Regions from separate parts of the Mus musculus genome. Here region 1 is linked to region 2. The links are chromatin contacts, called in public Hi-C maps. All regions are on one chromosome and are shown on one strand. The core of a region is the stretch at or near the end of the contact, and the rest is flanking DNA. Distances in the headings are between cores, read along the strand shown. Region 1 has its middle 26 kb from the start of Gm13218. Region 2 overlaps Gm13219 (predicted gene 13219).

The links. A called contact is a pair of places that touch in the nucleus more often than the background predicts.
Region 1: a Hi-C map of the N1E-115 cell line shows a contact between it and region 2, with 2.4 times the contacts expected there. The contact joins two enhancer-like sites. A contact is called at or near these places in 1 of 15 datasets of contacts at CTCF or cohesin (the NIH/3T3 cell line) and 4 of 484 Hi-C or Micro-C datasets (the N1E-115 cell line, cerebral cortex, epidermal suprabasal cells and 1 more).

The regions. Positions count from the first base shown.
Region 1 is chr2:9,615,812-9,622,604 of GRCm38.p6, reverse strand. No RefSeq gene overlaps it. Among named protein-coding and RNA genes, the nearest start is that of Gm13218, 26 kb to the right of the region's middle. Within about 2 kb of position 1,819, at least 86 of the 459 cell types and tissues checked have an H3K27ac peak or open chromatin away from gene starts, as enhancers often do. A contact at or near this core is called in the N1E-115 cell line, where this site is marked.
Region 2 is chr2:9,463,379-9,469,371 of GRCm38.p6, reverse strand. Gm13219 (predicted gene 13219) reads right to left here. Exons shown (of 3, transcript NR_168281.1): 3 at 2,058-2,991. Among named protein-coding and RNA genes, the nearest start is that of Gm13219, 110 kb to the right of the region's middle. Within about 2 kb of position 4,236, at least 25 of the 459 cell types and tissues checked have an H3K27ac peak or open chromatin away from gene starts, as enhancers often do. A contact at or near this core is called in the N1E-115 cell line, where this site is marked.

The DNA.
Region 1 (6,793 bases), core at 570-3,069, 160 kb before region 2:
GGAGGAGCCTCTAACTGTGGCACTTGCTAGGGAAGAATGTTTGTGTTCCACCCAAGGAATCCCTGTAATCTTGTGATGCTGAGACAAAGAAAGTGAATCTTGTGCAATATAGGTAATAATAATACACCCTGTGGTATTGGGCAAGACAGGGGAATCTCACAAGCTCCACCTGCCAGGCAGAGCCAGGGGCAAGGAGCTCCGCAGAAAAGGTCCAGGGAGCACAAATAGCCCAAAGGGTGGGCCAGTGGATCCCCCTCAAGTACTCAAAGTAGCCATTTCACTTCTTCCTGGGTTAGGTGGTGACTGGAATTGTCTCTCTTGCTTTGCATGTGGACTTGCATTTCACTGGTCTGGTGACTCTGTTGTCTGAGTCTGCTTTCAGAATTCTCAAGAAGTCTGGGACTCTGAGTTGATGTTATGACCAAAACAATCAAATACTTCCCCTGAATGACCTGTGTATTAGACCCTGCATTGTATGCATGCATGCATGCATGTGTGCATGTGTGCATATGTATCTGTGTATTTATATGCCACACGTATTCTGAAATATGGGCGAATAAAATCTTGAGTCTTTCTCTCTCTCTCTCTCCCTCTCTAAATGGAAAGAATTCAAACAATTTGCTAACTTTTCATGGCTTGCTTTGACTGTTGCATGACTTTACCTTTGACTGTTGCATGTTGAAAGTTGCACCATACCTCATAAGAAAGACATTAACCTTGGAGGTGACCATGGTCATACACTTCCTCCTTCAGAGGGACTTGAGTAGTTTTTGATGAATTGATCTCATAGTCTTCCTATCCTGGCTTATAAAAATGGAAAACAATGTGGTTTTCTGGAAAAATAAATTCTATGAAGCTAGTGGAGCACACCTGTGTTGTTTTCTGTGGAGGTCACATGAGAAGGACAGAAAAGAAAGGCTCGCTTCTCCATTCTCCCAGGCTTTCTTCAGAGAGGAAAAGGAAATGCTCGAGAGCCATTATTTTGACCAGTGGGTTATTTTAATATTTGCCACTTTCAGGGTCTGCACAAGAAAATCAACTCATGAGTCTGGAATGTTCTTTGCCCAAAAACTGAGGCCACAGCGTAATCCTCCCCTGAGGTGAACCATGCCGGTCTGGTGGAGCTCAGTACTTCTATAAAGCTCTACATGGCCCCAAGGTGCGTTGATGGCCAAGGTTACTCTCTCCTCCAAGTGAAATTCTTCCAAATCACTTGTTGACTGTTTACAGCCGTTCAACGATTTTTGTGGCCTGGTCATAAAGATTGACGACCAAAGCTTCCTTCTTTGTGCTGGGGGGAGATTTTTGCTTTTATTTTTCCTGGCTTCCCTTGATTTACTGATTAGATATGTGTTCAGTGCGGTTGCCAGCTGGCTGAGGTAGCAATAGCAGGGGTTGCAACGCCCCCAACCTAGGCTCTGGTGAATCTACAGCAGCTGGGACTGAATGGTGGGATCCCATTTGCTCTCGGTTTAGAAAAGATGCCTCCTTTCTCTCCTTGTCTCTACATCAAAGGGCAGGCTTGTCATGTGCTTGTGTTCCAGCCATAATGGTCAGTCCTCTGAATGCAGCTTCAGGTGTTAACACAGGCCTTCCAGTGGGCAAGCCGTCAGCTGCTCTCACAGAAAGTGTCACGAGGCTGGCAGCCAGGCACTGAAGCAGTTTCTATGTCGTTGCTAGGGATGCCACATTAAATACCCAAATGCTCTGTGTACAAAATGAGGAAAAAGTGACATTCTGCCTTCCCCTGTGGGAGTGGAATACGTGATTCACAGGCCTTCTGCAGCATTAATCAGGCCTTGTTTACATGGAAGGGAGCCAAAAGAGCGAGAGCCAAGAAGGTGTGTTCGGAAAGCCAAGCGGTGATGTCATCCGTGCAGAGCAGCTCCGGCAAGCCACTCGCTCCCTTCGATGCCTTGTGCAGAACCGCAGGAGCAAATCCTAGTTAAGTGTCTCAGGAACACCAAGGTGCTTCATCCCGCGCTTGAGATTTACGTGGCTCTTATTATGATTTGTTTGCCAAATAGTAGAACATCATCACCTGTGACTATCCCAGGCAAAACGTCAGCCTCATCTACTGGGAAAATGGCAACAAGAGAGTCTTAGACAGTTGTAAGGCCACCCTTAGCTACTGTGAGGTGAGTCTCCATGCAGACTTGACAAATAGACTGTTAGTAGTAATCACATATCATCAAGATTTTTTAACTGGATAGGATGATTGCAGAAAGCAAAAGCTTATGTATCACAGACTTAGCTTGAACCCCGTACATAGCTGAGGATGTCCTTGAACTCTCGATCATCTTGCCTCTCCTGTCGCGTCCTGGCGTTATAGGTGTGGACTACCATGCCAGGTATATGTAGTGCTGGGGACTGAAGCCAGGGCTTTCTGCTAAAGCTTCACCCTCAAACCTTTCTCATTATTTAAAACAATTCAGACATCAGCTATTACGTTCTTTCCAGTGGAGAAGCTGATCTGATGTCTACAAAGACAATCAAGTAAGAACTCGGGTTTTGAATGCCAATGAAATAAAGTGGATATTTCTGTTTGAAGTGTTGCCTTACTTGGGCTATCGTCTGTGAGTATTCTTCCATTCTTCCCTTCAATGTGGATCCTATACATTCTACCCTTAGTGGAGTTCATGTGTCAAGCCCTGAATTGTTAGGTATTGAGGCCACTACTCTGAGTGAATGGACATTCTCCTTGTCATGATGGAGTTTAGTCGCTATAATTAGTCACTTTAGTCAAGTCTCTGTGTTGGGGACAGTGGAGCTTGGGTATTTAAGCAGAGTTCCCAGTGCCTGAATTAGGGCCGTTGCCTTTGGAAGGATGCTCTTTGTATTCTTTTTTTTTTTTTTTTTTTTCAGTTTAAAGCTCAAAGGCTTCAAGTTGGAGTCCTCTTCTCTTTTAAAGGAATGCTAAAAGGGTTGAAATGGAAGATACTGTTTTTAAAGAAAAAGCCAACACGAAGACTGGCAATGTAGCTCAGTGGTAGAACACCTGCCTACATACATATCCCTGCACTGGGAAACAAAAAAGAGCCAGAGAAAACAACAATGATCCTGAAAGAATCTCGCTCAAGTCCTCCTTGAATAGTTAACCAATTTGGTTTTACTTTGCACACAATCATTTAGGTAAATATTTTATGTAAATGAGAACATTTTATGTAAAATGAGCAAAGGGCATTGTTTACTTAGCCAGTGAGTGTAGGCAGTGAAAGAATTGCTTCTCGCTTCTCTCCTGGGTTCATTTCTGTTCACAGGACAGCAGAGAAGCTCTTGGTTCTGTCAGGCTAAGCTCAGTCAGTGCAGTAAAGGCTTAGATAAAATAATGAAGGAGCCTATTGGGAATAGCAGGAGCACATGGGTCCTTAGAAGAGATTCCTTTGGGAAAGTTTGCTTTCAGGGTTAGGCAAATGACAAGCGAAAGGCAGCAGGGCTTGAAATAACCTGGCTTCTTGGAAGTAGAGATTCTACTTTCTGATAGGAACTGACAGAACACTTAATCTTCTGAGACGGAAGAAAAATGGAGTTTCACACAGGTTAGGAAACTTCCAGAACACTTTAAAACCAAGGATTTTTTTGCTTAATTTAAAAAAAAGTCTCTCTGTGTGTGTGTGTGTTGTGTGTGTGTGTCTGTCTGTCTATACACACATAGGAAAGTAATTCAATCCTTTGAAGGTCAGAGGACAACTTTTAAGATTCAGTCCTCCCTTTTCAGCAGGTGAGATCGTCAGGACCTGTCAGCAAAGCACCTTTACCCACAGAGCCATCCTACCTGCCCTCCATCTTGCTTTAGTGTGGATTCTGCTTTGCTTTGTCTGGTGTACGACCTATGCTTAGTGTCTTCCTTCATGGATTCGACGCTTTCATAGCATCATGTGTTCAACGAACTCTGGGCACATGGCATGGGAATCCATCTGCATTGTACAACAAAGTAGGCCATTGTCTTATCCTTGAGAGATAGGTCAGTCAACGCTCTGACCGGGAGTTCTCTGGCATTCTGATTGGTTGGAGGGCGGGCCTCACAATAAGTCTGTTTCGCAGGTAACGACATCTTTTCACGATGACATTGATGGCATGCTTTTGTATTTTCTTTTGGCTTTACTGTCACCTAGAAAACAATAGAGACTAATGAAAGGCATGGACTTTGGTAGCTAACCACTCGGGCCTCATACACTTTTTCTCTGTTTGTTTGGTTGGTTTTTGTTATTGTTTCAAGCATTTTAGACCCCATTCTTCCTTTATTGGTGTTACAAATTAATCTACCTTGCCCAACTAAAGTGGGGCTTCTGAAATTAGTCATAGAACATGGCTGGCTTTAGATATAGCTCCATTGGTATAGCTCTTCCCTATGAGCCTCTAGTCTCAACATTCAGGAACAACTCCCTACCTCACACACACACACACACACACACACACACAATCCTGAAATGTAACTTTAAAAATAGCTTGTAATTTAATCACCCAAAATGGTAAAATCATTAATCATCAACTTTTTAGTGTCTGGATGTACAAAATTAAAGTAAAAAAAAATTGCTAAGTACTTTCTCATTGCCTATAGTATGTGTGGCCATCTAAAATTCTTTTCAGGAGGAAATGTCATTTTTCATTAGTATTATGAGCACAATCAGGAGTCAGAAATGACAAATTCGTGTGTATGGTTGTAAGAGAAGGAAAAGTCTCTCTTTCTTAGCTGTGAGTATGGAGCAGACAGTTTACTTAACTTGGGCATCTTTTTAATGTCAGCAGGGAAATGTCTGAGTGACTGTTATGGAGTCTTTCAAACTGGCCATGTGACTTCTTCAAAGAGCTTTATGCACAGTGCATGCTATCAGTCACACACCCTTTAAATGCCACTGGAGCTGGGGAAAAGCCTGGTACCGAGAAGGAGATGTTTGCTTTGGTGATCTATGAAGGACTTGTAGATTCGATGTAATGTTGAGGCTTAAACTTCCTGTGGTCTGCCCTGCGCCTAGCACGGATAGACCTGGGCTGCTCTCAACCTTGGCCAGAAGCTCCTCTGCCCCCTTTGTAAGAGGCAATAGAGAGCTGCATAACTGCTCCAAGACCTGAAAATGGGAGACTCAGTGCTCAGGTCCAGATGGGACATTTGTGCTGATCTCTCTACCACTGAGGCTCAAGGAACCTTGAAAAAGAGAAGGAGAAAGAGGAGGAGGAGGAAGAGGAGGAGAAGGAAGAGGAGGAGGAGGAGGAGGAGGAGGGGGAGGAGGAGGAGGAGGAGGGGGAGGAGGAGGAGGAGGAAGAGGAGGAGAAGGAAGAGGAGGAGAAGGAAGAGGAGGAGGAGGAGGAGGAAGAAGAGGAGGAGCAGGAGGAGGAGGAGGAGGAGGAGGAGGAGGAGGAGGAAAGGGCAGAAGGTGGGAGGAGTGCTGTGCAGTGATTGCCTTTTGAGCAAGATGTGATTATTGAGCTCATGGTTTCACAAGACCTGCCGAAATTCCTACCTAGGCGGGGCGGATGCTCTCCAGGCCCCACTGCTTCCTGAGCAGCTAGTGGCAGCAGCCCTCGCTGGAGAGGAAGAATCCTTTTTAGTGAGGATGTGGCCGCTGACAGGCTTTCCATGTATTCATGGATGACTTTAACCGAACCTAGTGGTTTATCACAAAAAGGAGGGTGCTGGTTAAATGAGAGAGGTTGAGGGTGTTCAGGAGGGGTTGGAGGGAGGAATGCATGGGGGTAGACATGATCTATTGCACTTCATTTTATATATATATATATATATGTGTGTGTGTGTGTGTGTGTGTGTGTGTGTGTGTGTGCATAAAATTTAAAAATTCCACTACTAAAATGACTTAGACCTGCTGCTAGTGTCTACCACCTGTGGCGGTAATTTTCAGTCAAAGATTTTTCCTTTGCCTCAGATTCCATAACCCTTCCTGTTGGTTATCACACAAAGGAAAAACAAAACAAAACAACAACAACAATAACAACAACAAAACAAAAAACGGACAGGCAGCAGAGGAAGATGTCCACCCCAGCTCTAAACTACTTTAATAACTTGACCCAAATTTCTTTCTATACAGAGGCGTTTTATAAAACCACTACCACCCCCACTTTTTTCTTTTTTGTCTCACAAGTTCTCACCGGCTCATTTGGGTTAGCTCACAAGTACCAGTGTGTGGGACGTGAGACAGGGTAGGGTAGGGACGATTCTTAGGACTCCATTGTTTTGTGGCCTGAGGGTGACAGTGTTATCATCCAATGGAGTTGTACAGACTCAAATTTCTTAGAATCACTTTGTGCAGAGATACTCAACACTTGTGATCTGAGTGGCCCAAGGGAAAGTGGTTTTTCTTGTGAGTTCTGGGACAACTCATGCTGCCCCTATAAAAATCTACTGCAGGGGTGGAGGAGATGGCTCTGTGAATTCCTTGCTATGTCATTATGAGGACATTAATTCTGTTCTCAGCACCTGTACAAAAATCCAGGTGTGGTGGCTTGTAGTCTCAGCCCTGGGGAGGCAGAGACAGGAGGATTCCCTGGGTTTACCAGACAGCGCAGCCTACTCGGTGAGCTCTGGGTCCCAGAGAAAGACAGCTTTATAGACCAAGTAGACAGTTCCCAGGGAACAGCAGTTAAGGCTGACCTCTGATTTTCACATATGCACGAACATGCGTGGAGACCAGTCCATACATAGGCACACTCCCATGCATGTGTTTATTCCCACACAAGAAACAAAAGGAAATGCATGAACTTGTGTCCAACTTTCTCCTCTTACTTCGAGTGGCAGAAACGGGCCATCCAGAGAGCTGTGGCTGGTTGGATTTCATTCAGC
Region 2 (5,993 bases), core at 2,987-5,486:
TCAAGAGTCAAGCTTCCACTTACTCTCCTAGGCTGGTTTCTGTTGCCATAACAAAATACCTGAAGCTGGGTGTTTTTAAAGAGTTGTTTTGGCTTCCAGTTTTAGTGGGTTTAAACAAGGTGGTACCGGTTTTCTGGTAATGGCCTTCTGATTGCATCAAAATAACTTAAAAGAAAAACAAAAGGACAAAGAGCCAGATGAAGAAAGGATCCCAAGACAAGGCTAAGAAACCAGAGAGCTTCAGCAGCCAGCTTGCTCTTTGTAGACTGATCTCACAGAATGCAGATGCATATTGAGGTTGCATAAAAACTTTACTAATCCTTTCCAAGGGCAGCATGCCTGATAACCTAGTTATCTTCTACTAGACCCCACCTCTTAAAGGTTCCAACACTGCTCAACTTCACCACACTGCGTTCTAGCACTTGAAATTGTCAAGGACATAGACAAACTGTTTTGAAGCCATGGCACTCACTACTGTCTTGGCAAGGCTTCAGGGCACTCCCACAGTCTATCTGCTTGTCAGAAATGCCTTCAATGAAGTGGAAAATCCTTTAATTCTATTGTTAAAAATTAAAGGGAGATGCATGATTGAGAACATATTTTGACATTCCACGCTGAAGTCGAATGAACCTGCAAATAAACAAATGAATGAAATAATATGCTGACATAATTGATATCTGCTTTTTCCCCTTCCTGTTTTGATCTCAGTGGTAGTTAAGCCAAAGTAGAGGAAGAATAAGAAGGCTTGACAGCCCTGAGGCTGGAAAGCCATGCAGTAGCCTGACTGCTCTTTTTCAATGTGAGATTTGTGGGGAAGGCTATTTCTGCCTTCTTGTATACACGTAGAGACCATAGATCATAACGGGAAGTTCTCCACTGAGCTAGAGCGCTCACATTCATCAAGATCTGGCAAGCGTTGTTTCATGTAACTAACCCACTGTAGAGGGTTTCAGTTCCATAGGATTCATTACTAAATCTCCCAGCACATGTGAATTCCTTTATTTTATTGTCTTCCAGGCTTCTTTCTCTACAAGGCAGCAAATTGTTATGTGACTTGAACAAGTTAATAATGAGGACAGTTAATAACAGCGAACATTCAGAACAGTGAGTTATAGTGAACTTAGGACCAAAGTTGCCACCTTCACATTTGAGGTCATGGCCCAAGCAAGGGTCATTGGAGAACTTTCAAATACAAGGTTTTCTGAGCTCTATTGCAGGACATATGATTTAGCTAATGATGAAGCTTTTGGTGATAGACATCAAAATATGAGGATAAAAGGATTATCAGAGTGAATTTTATTCTAGATCATGGAACCTTGGAGAACGCTATTTGGGAAGTCTTCCTTACACGGTCCATGGCTTTATGAAGAGATTAGATTTGATTTCACTCCTCTTCTGGACTGGACTGAGGATCAACCCCAGGGCTGTTAAACACTAAGGAAGCACTCTCTGACACTAAGCTGCATCTTCAGTCACAGACACGACAGGTTTTACATGTCCTTCAAAGTTCTCAAGGGTATTTTGAAACTTGACATCTGCCATCTGAATGTTGTTCTCTCTGTGTGTTTCACCTGTTTCTTCCTGTAAGGCAGGAAGTGTGTGCGTGTGCCTGTGCATGTGTGGTGTGTCTAGATACAACACAGAATCTCACAACCTGCTTCTGCTTCCACTTTGTATAGGGAACTTCTGTGATTTTTCCACTCAGGTAAGCCAGTGGGTGTGGCAGGGGACATTCACAGCCAGGTTCTGAGGAAGCTTTTGTTTTCAAGTTGGCAGTTTCATTGTTGAGGAATGTTGATATCTGACACGTGGGGTCTGCAGATTCATTTCTTTAGTTGACAACAGCCTTAAAACACTAGGCAATGGAAAGAACACAGTTGATGAAGACAGAAATCAAACATGTCCAAATAAGCTAGATGATCTGAAATTAATTCATTTTTCTGTTCCTTGAGACTTTATGTTGACAAAATGTGGGATATATAGTGCAAAGGAAAAGCAAGAAAATTCATATCCCATTTTTTCCATCAAAGGATAATATCAGTTAGACATTTCATTGATTGTTTTTTACTCCTTAGCTTCCTTTATTATTTAAATACCATATTTCATAAACATATCAGTTTTTACTGAAAGGTAGTTAGTCATCATCAGATTAATAACATTGGATATGATCAAACTCATAGCCTTTTGAACATATTATAGAAAACAAAATTACTCTCCCGATATTAATCTCATAGGACCACAGATACCCAGAAACTTTTCAGCTTCAAGTACCATATTAGGGTATTAACTAAAAGCTCTCTGTAGGACATAAATTGCAACAATATTAGTTTAGTTATTGCAGTAAGAATTAATGTATTGACTGATCAGTCATCAAAACTGTGTGAGACAGGTCCCTTCTGTTTTAGCTGAACAGCTGAGTTCAAATAGATTAGGAAACTTCTCTATCGTGCCTGTATGTGTGTGTTCACATGTATGCGATTACGTGTGTATGTGCTGACACACGGGTGTCAGTAGAAAGTTCCAAGATTGATGTCAGTCAGGTGTCTTCCTCAGTTACTCATTCATTATGCACTGAGACAAGGTCTCTTGCTGACTCTGGAGCTAGTCTGCCTGGCTTGCTTGTTCCCAGGATCCCCATTGCTGCTCCTCAGTGTTAGGATCATCCCTTCACCCCTGCTTTTTATGTGAGTTCTGGGAATCTGAACTCTGGTCCTCACAGTTCCACAGGTGGCAAGTGCTTTTCTTTCGGAGCTTTCTCCCCAGCCTGAAGAAACTTCAGCTGGAGTTAGCTCAGTCTGGAAAGTCCTTACTGTACAAGTATGAGGACCAGAGCTTGCACTCCAGAACTCATGTTAAAAAAGAAACCGAGCCAGACATGTTGATGTCTTTGTCATCCTGTTGTTGGGGAGACAGAAACAGGAGTGTCCATGATGTTCAGTGGCCAGCTAGCCTCGTTGAATTTGCATACTCCACTTAAATTGAAGCTTTTGTCTAAAAAGAAAACAAAAACAAAAAGTCATGATGCAACGACACAGGAGTTTGATCTTGGAGGTAGTCTCTTCTCCCCTCTCCCATCCTGCATCCCCATTCCAGAGTGCCTCCTGTGTACCTGCACACACACACACACACACACACACACACACACACAGACACACACACACAAACACACACAGAGACACAGACATACATACACACACACACAGAGACATACACACAGAGACATACACACACACAGACATACACACACAGACATACACACACACACACACACAGACACACACACACACACAGACACACACAGACACACACACACACATAAAATAAAAGAAAAAGTAGGGGGAAAAGAATAAAAACAAGAGAAAATAGAGAACAAACAAAAACAAACAAGCACAAACTTCTTCAAAGGCACACAGTAAGTGATTAGCAGATTTCAGTCATGAAACCCTAAAGCCAACCCTAAAGCCCTTAATAACTACGGTCAGCTACTCTTTGGATTGTTTCAAATTCTGTACTCTTAGGGAATATCCCAAATAAGCCTTTCTGTTTTGGAGTGGAGGGGAGCCCTGATGTACAGCATTTAAGTATCACCCAAATATATGCTTATGATGAGAGGAGATCTTTATATTCACCCAAATATATGCTTATGATGAGAGGAGATCTTTATATTCAACCAAATATATGCTTATGATGAGAGGAGATCTTTATATTCCGTCCGTTCTATTTCATAAAAAGAGAAATAAATGTCTATAGACAAACTTCAATCCATATGTTGTGCTCTAACAAAATAAACCAACATCCTCTTATCCTGTTCAGTTCTCATCCATCCAGTGCCGGGACAGTCTCTACCTTTAACTGTAATTCTCAAAGCACTTTGACCTTTTCCCTCAAAAAATGTTAGCACAGGAAGGTCATCAAGTGCAGAGATTCAGGACCCTGAGCCCGGTCTTCAAGAAGGAAGTCGCTCTTTAGTTAGTTTTGCTACTATAGACTCTTTCAGGCTTCGGAGAAAACAGGAAAAGAGAAAGAAAAGCAAATTTCTCAAGGGTTTCCCCCAACAATTTATTTAGAATATTTTGCCCCTCAGGGACTGGTTTCTATTCCAACATCTTTCCACTTCGCCACAGTTTCATTTTTTACTTAATCCTTATATAAACAGGCGTTCCAAGTCCTATACATCTCAGAGCAGGTAATTATGTCTGACTCATCCCACTCACACTTAGTGAGCATCATTCTGGCCAATGAAAATACTGATAAACAATCCAGCTCCATTCCTAAGGGACAGCTGCATCTAGTGGAAGAGGGTAGCAAGGGCAGAATTACACAGCGGCAGCAGCAGCAGCAGCACCATCACATGCTTCCCACCCACTGAATTAAGCACAGTGCAGAGAGATCCCGGAAGATGCACTCTCAGACATGGGAGACACCAGAGGCTGCTTTCTGTGGGTGGAAAGAAATCCGCCACACACATTTTGCTCAGCACGTGACTTCTCCTTCTATAGAAAGCTTCTCTCCTGAGCTCTGTAACCTCAAGGACAATAGCATCCATGCAAAGAGAAATGCAGAGGGGATTGAGACCCATGCTCCAGAAAAAGCAATTCGGTTTCTTTTGAAAAACGATGAAAAGAAATGCATCCCTAAACTCAGCAGAACACATTTCATAAATAGGAACAGCCATCTTCAACCCTGGGTGATTCAGTATCAAAAAGAAACACAACTCCTACAAACATCTGACACCACGAGGAGGGAGAAGTTTGCCCCAGCTGGTATATCTTGACAGGTTCAAGTTGAGCCCCCACCCCCAAACCCAACACAAAACTGAAAACACAGACACACCGCCCTCAGAGGTGTGATCTGGTGCACTTCCCCCTAGGCAATGGGCCACACTATAATTTCACACTGCTAGGAATGCATCCATCTCTAGTGGAGACTGTTAGCTGCAGAAACCCAGTGGAAACTGCCATTCTGGAAACTTTCTCATCGCAGGAGAAGCAGTCCAGAGGGCTTCCGTGTAACGCCAGTGAACTGTAAAATTAGTTCCAAATGATGAATGCATTCTGTTACCCCCTATAAATGTTCAAGCCACAGAGTGTTCAAGTTGTGTCCTCCATGATATTATGTATGCTTAGCAGGTTTCAACTGTCTTTTACTGAGCTTGAATGTCCAGTCAAGCGAGAGAGCACTGTCTTTAATTTTTCAATCTTTACCTACTGTATTTGGGGGTATGTTTTGCATTGCCAGGGCTCAATTATTCCTCAGCATCACTCTCTCTTGATTCCTGCTTGCCTGAACATCATTGGAATGGGAAGCGTTGGAAGTTTACAAGTGTCACAGGATTTGGGTCAGCAGAACTGGTCACACGAGGAGGATCCAGGAGAAATGGGTGTCGACTATGGTTGGCTTCCCTGGGTGTTCTTGACTCTATCCCAGACGTGCAATGCACTTGGCAGTTTACGTGCTAGGGTTAGTCATCCAACTCTTACTCTGGCCTACTTAAAGTCTTCTTCTCAACTTTAAGACAGGACACTTTATAACTCCTTTTGGATAAGCTTTGGGTTGGCAGATAAGGATTGGTAAGATTTGGGGAAGTTGAGTGGGCAAGAGGGGTGATTTAAGATGTAATGGGGGAAAGGGCAGAAGCGATTATGGAACCAGCTGGAGATGTGAATTGGAAAATAAGCTCGAAAAGTAACTTAAAATGATGGATGATGTGCCTTGAGAAAATGGTTTAGTGTAGATGTGGAAAACAAGCAGGCATGGCGAGGAGGTCATAACTAGGAAAGTGACAAGGTAAGAGAGAAGAAGCTCAAGTAAAGTTAGTGCCTGGGGTTGTGTGAAGTTCAGTGCTTAAGCACTTGGTTGGTATGCAGAAGGCCCAGGATTCAAAACCCAGTACTGTGAAATCAACCAACTAAACAATCACCCATCCACCACTACTACCAACAAAGACATAGTCTGACAAGCTTTGTCTACTGGTGATATGTAAACGCTTCAGA